Linked DNA regions of Gossypium hirsutum: region 1 is linked to region 2. A link is a contact called in public Hi-C data. All regions are on one chromosome and are shown on one strand. The core of a region is the stretch at or near the end of the contact, and the rest is flanking DNA. Distances in the headings are between cores, read along the strand shown.

Evidence for each region. A called contact is a pair of places that touch in the nucleus more often than the background predicts.
Region 1: a contact with region 2 is called in a Hi-C map of leaf, with 1.8 times the contacts expected there. The contact joins the promoter of LOC107927012 here to the enhancer-like site in region 2. A contact is called at or near these places in 6 of 34 Hi-C or Micro-C datasets (hypocotyl and leaf).

The regions. Positions count from the first base shown.
Region 1 is chrA08:116,681,254-116,685,854 of Gossypium_hirsutum_v2.1, forward strand. It overlaps LOC107927012 (ACT domain-containing protein ACR8), which reads right to left and starts at 1,842. Exons shown (of 7, transcript XM_041074875.1): 1 at 1,542-1,842; 2 at 1,150-1,195; 3 at 897-1,011; 4 at 716-783; 5 at 208-628; 6 at 1-205. The coding sequence starts at 1,603.
Region 2 is chrA08:116,638,192-116,643,142 of Gossypium_hirsutum_v2.1, forward strand. No RefSeq gene overlaps it. Among protein-coding and RNA genes, the nearest start is that of LOC107926981, 20 kb to the left of the region's middle. Within about 2 kb of position 1,995, at least 9 of the 9 cell types and tissues checked have an H3K27ac peak or open chromatin away from gene starts, as enhancers often do. A contact at or near this core is called in hypocotyl and leaf, where this site is marked.

The DNA.
Region 1 (4,601 bases), core at 592-3,091, 43 kb after region 2:
ACGCGTTGTCTTTCAGGTTCTGAGCTAATTGGGGTTCCGTCCGAGTGCCTAATATAGAATTCCTGATATGCTTTATCCCCAGTTGTGTTGATAGTTGCATGAAACACAACATATTGCATATCTGTTAATGTGCAAACAACATCAAAGAGAAGCTTGGTTCGATCCTTGCACTGAACATTCACAACTGAATAACCCTTTCGACCCAATTTTGCACGGTGACCACAGGTAAATCTACCTTATGTTGCAAAATAGGCTTTCTATCATAGTCACGATCTGCAAACATCATTTGATGTACCCTTCTTTCGGTGTGGGTTACAGCCATAGAAACCGAAGTCTTTGCGCTACGAATATCATTGTCACCTTTCAAAACATTCCTTAAACGTGCTTCGATTCTGTCAATCTGTTGCGAGTCCTCGATTGGAGACCCTGAATTGCAATCTTTCACATAAATCAAAGAAGCGATTCGACCATTGTGAGTCCATACTTTAGCATCGACCACATTGCATTGTAGATCAGCTAAAACTGCAAATACTTCCGATAAAAGACCAACTCTATCGGTTCCAGTCAATTCCAATGCTGTTAAACCATCAAACTCATGGCTTCTATCAGGATCAGTGGTCTCAAGGGACTGTAATTGAAGAAAAACCAACACAAAAATCAGTTTTATAGGAAATTAAGATAGTATAAAGGGCATTAATCAACTGCAATAAATTACCTGCTCGATGTAACTAATAACGCTTTCGTCAGTTAATTTGTTTCCGTTTAAATCAGTCACATGGAAAACTGCAAACCCAAAAAAGGGTAATGTTAGAAACAGGGTTTTCTAGCAACACCCAGAAACAGGAAAACTTTGTCTAAAAATTAAAGAAAAGGGAGGGGGGGGGAAGCGAGCTTACCATCCATGAACCATTGGCCATCAGATGAAATGTAAGCCTTCTTAATTGAAAGGTTCAGATCTGTTAAAACTTGAACAGCGTCTAGCAAAATCCCGTGTCTTCTAGCACTGTCAACCTGGAAAAATCATAGCAACAAAGAGAAGAAAGAAAGAAAGTGTCAAAGGCCTTGAAAAATCAAAAGAAAAACAAGAGACTGATAAGTAAAAAATTTGGAGCGGTGTGTTCATATTTGAGAGGTTTCGTAGAAGCTAACCTTGACAAGAGTTGCAGTGGGGCAAACGGCATTGTCAATGACCACTCTGTAAAACACAATAAAAAGGCAGGAGAAGGTCAAACACTGGGAAATACACTCTTTTTTTTTTTTGAATTTTCAAATTTGATTTGGTAATATGTAATTTATTATTGAAAAGTACACGGAAAATCGGAAGAGTTAACGGAAAACATGAAGAAAAAGAAAATCTGTACATAGGTTTTTGGTAATAATAATTTAAACTAAAATTTGTGCCTACTCGTTAGGGTTCAGAGATGATTTTGTTAACCAGTATGTTCAAATTTTAAAAAAAAAACTTAAAACCAGAAGTGAGAAAAACATAGATTTGTGACAAATTTTCTCTGATTTATACATAAGAAACGAAGATTACAAACCTGGGAGTACTCATCCTTATCACAAGCTTCTCATATTCATCAAGACAAGCATGCCACTCCATATTTTCTCTTCCTCTTCTTAATTTTCTGTCTCTTGAAGAACCCAAAAAAGATTGAAAACTTGACTAATAACTATACAAACCCTTTATATATCTTGAAAGAAGACGGCTGGTTTGAATCAAACAACAAGGACCCAAATGCCAAATACTCTGCAAAAATCTTGTTTTCCCTTGTTTTTCTTTTGTTTCTAGAATAAAAGAGATGAAGCACCACCGCCTTGGTCTTTACCTTCCCTTCTTCTAATGCTCCCTTTATATATACACGCATTAATTATGTTACCGAAAATATTACATTTATTTAAAATCTTTTATTTATTTTTGAATTTTTATAGTAATATAGAAACGACGCCACTATTTAAGTAACGCCCGCCCGATTAGTCAGCCCTTGATTCCATTTCGTTCAACACATTCCCATTTGTCAACATTTATTAATGCCACGTGTCATTTGATCCCTCGATCTGGGTAGTTCGTATGTCCAGCTCGGATTGCCACCTGTATTGAGTCTACTGTCCTTTTGCGTGTCTTCAACTCAAAAAAGAGGGTATCTGAAGACACGGTGACGGATATATCCACGTCGGCAAAAAAATTAGCTTGATTGTTAAGTCTTCTTTTTCAAAATTTGCCGACGGGAATTTAATTTATGACGTCCGCACGTGACACCACCTTGCTCGCTCGGATCGGCTTTTCTCCGTCTCATCTTATTTTTCTGGGCCGGTTTTCTTGTATTTCTCGGCGTAACGTGATGCGATCTTTTGATATATAACTAAACCCAAATTCCCGTTTTACCCTCTGATTTTTCGTTAAACTGACTTTGGGAATGGATTAGAGTAGGATTTGAGAAAAAGGGAAGGTGTGAAAGTGAAGATTAGGAGAGGAAAGGGTAGATAGAATAGTATATATCAAAGCATATTCATATCCTTGTAGGTACGGTCACGATCTGACTGAGAAGACACATCAATCCAACAAATCTGACGTGCTCGATTTTAATTGGATGGTCGGAAAGCCACAAATTTTGCGCACATGAGTTTGTACGTAGACCTGGAGGCACGCTTTTTGGATTTGTAATTTAGGGAAAATATTAATTAGTTTCTGGTGACTTTTATTTAAAGTGACATTAAAGATGTATTAATACATAATTTAATTACTACTAGAGTATTTGACAGTCCACAATATAATGGAGGGGTAAATTTTTTTTAAAGAGAAGGTTCCTTAAAAGAAGAAATGTCTTTAAAGATTAAATAAAATATTTTTTAATTCAGTTGTTGTTTGATTAATTCAGTTTTATTTATGAGTACATATAAGATTTTTTTAAAATTTTAATCTGTTAGTAATTATATAATGTATGTATGAACAAATCATGATTATGTAATATTCATTGTGCTGAAAAGAACTTGTTTATAGTATACATTAAACAGTTAATTGAATTGGTGACATTAAGATAATAAATTGTATTATTTTGAGGGTAATTTTTTTTTATTTTATATAGAAAAATATACATAAACAATAAGATTTGAACCCTTTTATTATTAATAATTGTATTTCACCATTCAATTAAAATCTAATTTATTATTTGTATTCATTTTTATAAATATATTTGTTACATGATAAAAACTTTCATTGTCAATGCTCTCTACAAAGACAAACAACTGCCTATGAAATGTGTTTTATTCTTATGAGTAAGAATCAAACCCTTAACCACATAGTAAAGGGTGAGATGAGCAACCACCGCACCTTATGGTTTACACAAAAATACCCTTTCCTTTAAGCCATTATACAATTTCACAAATTAAACTTTTCAAAAGTTCTAAGAGATTTAATTTTGTAGACTTCAAGTTCTCTATGAACTTTCAAGAATTTTTAAAAATTTTTAAAGAAATTCGCCTTTAGATTTTGTTTAATTGAAGAAATGAGGTAAGAAAAATGTTTTTGAAGAAAACCACTTTTCAATATTGTTATCTAAACTCATTTTATGAGTAAGTTAACACGACAATTAAAAGCAACTTTTATCTATTCAATATTAAGTTTAGAGTTTCGACAAACCATTGATCAAAGCTCCACCAAATAGAATAATTAAAAGAATTTTTCTTTCTATTCTAAAAATACAAAAGATTATAACATAATGTTTAGACAACTCATGAATCAAATTTTTGAATTTTCAAAGTCAATTTTTGATTCGAAACTTCTGATATATGTATATAAATATTCTCAATGTTTCCATACGATTCAAAAAGAAAACATAAAAATAGCAAAAATGTGTTTCTTTTATTGAAATACAAAACGCATTTAGTATGTGTTTCAACTAGCAAAATCAAGATTAGAAAAACACGTTTCTTTAGCGAAAAGAAGTTTTTTTCCTATTAAAATATGGTGTACTTTTCCTACATTTAAATTTAGCTCTTTTATTTTTATTTTAAAATTTCAGTCCTTTAATTTCTTTTATAGTTTAAATTTTAGATCCAATAGTTATAGTTGCTAAAAAAATTCATTAAATTTATTAATATAATTTTTTGAAATTAAAAAAATATTTACTTAATAATCATGCTAAAAAAGACATTGGATTAAAGCTGAATTTAACAACAAAGAACAATTAAATTTAAATTTTTAAATAAAAGAAAAGTAAAAATAGAACTAAAAAAATGGTAGAGAGATCTAGAAAATATTTAATTTTAATATATGGTCACTTTATGCGACTTTCCATGTATCCATATAATTCATTAAAGAAAACAATATTTTCATTTTAAATATTTTCATACATTACATTTGCAAATATATAAATTAGTTTTGATAGAAACATAATTAGAAAATAAGTTAAACGTGAAAGTAAACAGATACATAAATTTTATTATATAAAATAAAATTGAAATTAAATGCATAACAGATGACAGAATTTTAAATTATGCATATGGAGGAAAGTTTTTCTTGTAGGGGCTTTTACTTTTAAACTCATGTGATGCACTGTTTTAAAAATGTGTTAAAATATAGAGTAAACTATAGGAGAAAT
Region 2 (4,951 bases), core at 745-3,244:
TTTAGCTCTTCAATATTTAAACATTCTAACATTTTAGTCATAATTTAAAAAAAAAATTAATAAATTTTGATCTTCACTAATGTTTTCAATTTTTTTATATTATATATATTTAAATGTTATGCAGTTTATAAAAGTTGAGAATTTTGATTGAAAATAGTTTAAATAAATTTTTTTATTTTTCTAAATTAGGATTAAATTGATGGAATATACAAACATTTGAGGTTCAAAATTTATTACTTTTTTTTAGAATTAAAACACAATTAAAATAATATATAAATATGGGAAGGTTAAAATTATTATTATACCTATAAAAGATCACTTCATGTTTCCAAGTTAATGATCATATTTAAAATTATTAGTGCTTAAATAAAAAAATATATAGTTGAGTGACTAAAATAAAAAACACTTTCATAATTGAGTTATTATGAATTTATTTAATATAAATTAAAAATAAAATTTTCTTTTTATTTGGAGATGATGAAAGTTAAACTTATATATATATATATTAAACAATTTCATTATAGGTTCTGATAATATCTGCTCTTTTTGACATAATGTCTAGAACTATCCATAACCCCTTTTTAACCCATAAATAAAAAGGATAATGCGTTTTAAACCTACATCCTCCTACATTATTAACAATATTGATACCTATTGAATTAAGAAAAAGTAATAACAACCTTGGTGTTTATCCCAAAATCTATATAGCAGATTTAAATTGTAGCGTGTGAAATAATAATTTACTTTTTGTCAAGGATGTGTAAATTGTGAAAAATAAAAATAAAAAAATTGGGAAAATTTATTATAGTGAATATATAATTTTATTTATTTTGGTGGGTTAAAATGCCTAACCTTTTTCTGTTTTTAAATTCCTAATTCATTGAAGATGGGAAATGAGAATAAATAAAATAAACATTTCATTTAAAATCAAAGTGGTGATCATATTGCATGTCTATGTCAGGGAGTGGATTACTGGAGTCCAAAGAATAAATATTCATTTAAATTTCATATTATTATGTTATTTTATTAAAAATAAATAAATTGCTAGCTTTGTTTAATATTGTTTCAATAAAGAAAAGGTAAATTGGGAGCAGTTCCATAAAGTTAAGTTGAGGAGAACATGACCATTTGATTGCACAAACCTTTTTTTATTCATGGATTCAAAACCATAAGGAGAAAAATATATGAAACAATGACTACTCTTTCCAAAATCCAAACCAAATCATTCCAATATTTCCTTTGGTGATTACATCTTTTTTTCAAAAAACTCTAGTAGATTGATTGAATTTAAAAGATAAATAAAATTAGTTTTTCACAATTTAGATTTAGATTTTTTAAAATAATATAAATTGAGTAATAATTTATTTAAAAATATAATATTTATAATTATTTTTAAAATTTATGAATTTTTTAATAGTAAATTTGAAATTCTTACTATTTATATAATAATTGAATTTTTTTTTGGAGATAATAAAGGGATGAAATTCATATGTACCATTTACTTTTTCACAGCTGCAAACAAGACAGAGATGGCATAATTTTTAAAAAAACAAAAAAAAAAAACAACTGTTTTATATCTATTAGTGTTAAGTGTAGGAAGTTGGAAGGTTAACGTGATGGGGGGCATTAACAGATGGGCAATAAAAAATAAAATAAAGAGCCAATAAATCCATTAAGACGAATAGGCCCTCACTAAATCTAACATCTCAATTCCATTCATGTTTTTCATTTTAATCCATCATAACCTCTTTTTTCCATTTTTTTTTTTTACAATCAAAGCTTAAAATTTTATTTTGAAAGGGGAAGGTTGTACCAATTGCTTTTACTTGATTGAAATTTGCTTCTTTTTTATTTTTATTGAGCTGGGTTAATTAAATTAAGTTGGTTGGTTTTGGATTAAGTAAAAATTTTAAAATGTTGGGCTGGTATTAATGGGTTGTTGGCTAGGTTGGGTCATTGGGCTTTGGGTTTGAGTAGTTTGAATAATATCTATATATTAATATACTTTAAATATTTTAAAAATAAATATAAGTGGATTAAATCGGTGGATCGGTTATGGATTGCATTAACCTAGTGCTAAAACTGGACTCAAAGCCAACTTAATTCAACTAATCTAAATTAACCAAAATCTATTTAAACAAATTGTCAATTAAGTAAATTAAAACGGGGTTTGTCGATACAAATCTCAAAAAGGACATAGCTAGAGAGAAGAAGGCGATGAAGCAAAGGTGGTCGATTCACCTCAACTAGCAGAGAACCAGAAGAGTACATAAATGAGGGCGTTGCTGCAGAGGCAGAAGAGGCAGAATGCTAAATAGGTTCGCTTAGGTCCCTCCCTCTTAGGTTTGGAGGGTATTTATATGAATTTCCTCCTGTTTTGTCGTCATGGAGAACTTAAAAGGATAAGCATAGTGGGGCATGTTCGGTCTTTCTTGTTGAAGTATAAGGTTATCATGCTTAGGTGGCCCCAAAGGTTTTTTAAGGGAATGTTCACATGTATAGACACAAATGCCTTGAGAAGCGGGTAGTTTGTTCACAAAGGTGGATGGACAAGATCTTTTCAAAGGAGGCAAGTAATCTGTTTGCAGAGATGACTAACTTGACCTTAAAGACAGGTGATTAGAACCCTTCCACAAATATCGAAAGGTTGAATGGAGACAAACTATTTAGTAAGTAGGCCATCCGATGAGCACCTGGGGAATAGACAATGGAGAGGTGCTTATAGGCATTTTTTAGGTGGCTTGTTTTGTTGACAACATGATTATAACCGAATAATGGTCTTCCTATAAATTTGCTTGCTCCTAATTGAATTTCATGCCCATTTCAATCCAACTGACGAACCCAAACTCCCAATGGGCTGGCTCGTTAACTGTTACACCACAATTTCTCCCCCAAGTAATCTAACTAAGAACCCCATATGTCCATAACATAGTTTGCATATATGATATATAATTCAACACATTAAACATTTCATATAATGATAGTGCACCATTAATAATAATTTTTTGTTAAAATTTTTAAAATCATGTATAATATAATCATTAGATTCATTTAACAAATTAAAATAATTAATGCATTAAATATAAATCGTTATTTCAGTAATAAAAATAAATCGCATCAGTTTTAAGGTTGGAATTCTTACTAACTACAATATGATAATGTCGGGGAATGAACTTATCAAAACAAACATTTGACTTAAGAAAAAAAATCAATCATAGGATTGGTCCTTAACCTCAAACACGACATGTTTATTTTGAATGACAAATCAATTTCTAAATGTTGATTATAGTATTAAACATGAAGAATCTTGACATGACATATGAATTATGGGCAAGAATTCGATTACTCAATTGTAGCCAAATGTAATAAGCACAAATGCATAAATCCAGAAGCTTTGGTCCAAATCAGTTTTGTTATCCAAAGTCTACATGCCTAACTAAAGCATCTTTTAGGAGAAATATTCCATTAGTTGAATCCTGTTGTTTATTGAAGCTTGCATCAGCTGGAAAAAAATATTCAACTATGCTTGAAATGTCATAATTACTCATTCAACTAGAAAACGCCAAAACCAAGCATCCTACATATATTCTTCTTACAAATACAAAAACAACTAACATGTTTTGTTTGTTAACACCCAAGATTCCTTTAACAACAACGCTCCTCAAGTCTCTTGTTCCATTCTTTGGTCAAAATCAGGCAATTAAATGTCATTAACAAAGAGTTAAAGAGTAGTTATCTATGTAGTTTAATATTGAGACATCCGATAAATTTGGATGCAAGTGGTAATGGTAGCCGAATGGTAGTTGACCCACATTTCTTACATCATATTCTAAGAACTGGTTTCTGCTCCATGTGTGTATTTAAGAAATAACTACGCTACCTATTCAATTGTATAGTATTATCCAATGGTATCTTCAGAAGAGCTGGCTGCTAGATAGTTGTCTGTCATTGAAGTAGTTAAATTTGTAGGCTGTAACTGTAATGTGTTGCATTAAATATAATTTCTGAAATGGTATGGAACTGTCCCTATACTGGTCCCATCTATAAAATTCTGATATACAAAGTTATAAGAATATGATCATATATGAAGTTAAAATTACCTTTAAGGGTTTTAGTATTAAGAGTCGGGTTGTATGTTGCCTCTTTTACAAAAAAAAATAAAAAAAGAGGGATAAATTAATCTTTATATGTTAGATCAAAGAACAAATTAATTATTTTGTTAAAAATTTTATCTATTTATATTATTAAAAACTTATTCTTATACAATAGAATGAATAGCTTGTAACACGCCGTATATAACCATTTAATTATCCTATCAGTCACCTTATCACTATAAATCACAGTGAACGGATTCCTAGACTTAGCTACCTTCATTGCAATAAATCACAGGGAGGCATAAAAGCATGAATGCATTTATGAGAAGTTGGCAAGGGAACCAAATGCCACCTTGCCACTATAAGTGTGATATTAACAAAACAAACTATATATATATATTCAAGCACATACAATATCTTTAAGGAATCATACTTAAATTTCATGAGGAAATAAATGTTGGCTCATTAATAATGTAAGGAGGGTATCAATTAATTCCTTGTATTTAGACTATATCAATATTTATTACGTCGAGAGAAAAACTCGATATTTATAAAGTAAGATCTCATATTTGAATCTTATAAAAAAATAATATTGAGAGAATTTATCTTGTTTAAAGTCTAATTTAATTTAATTATAATTTTTTCATTAAAAAGAGTTAAATCCATATATATCTTCAAGTTTTTAATTGTTGTATGAGATGTGTGGCATTTAGATTATAACATGAAGAGTTAGTTAACAAGGTGAGGCCAAGAATCTACTTTATAGGAGATGCTTTTCTTACATGGAATAATGTGGGATATAAACAAAGAAGTTGAAAGCAAAGCTACATGAACACGATCTAATCGAAAGGGAAGGA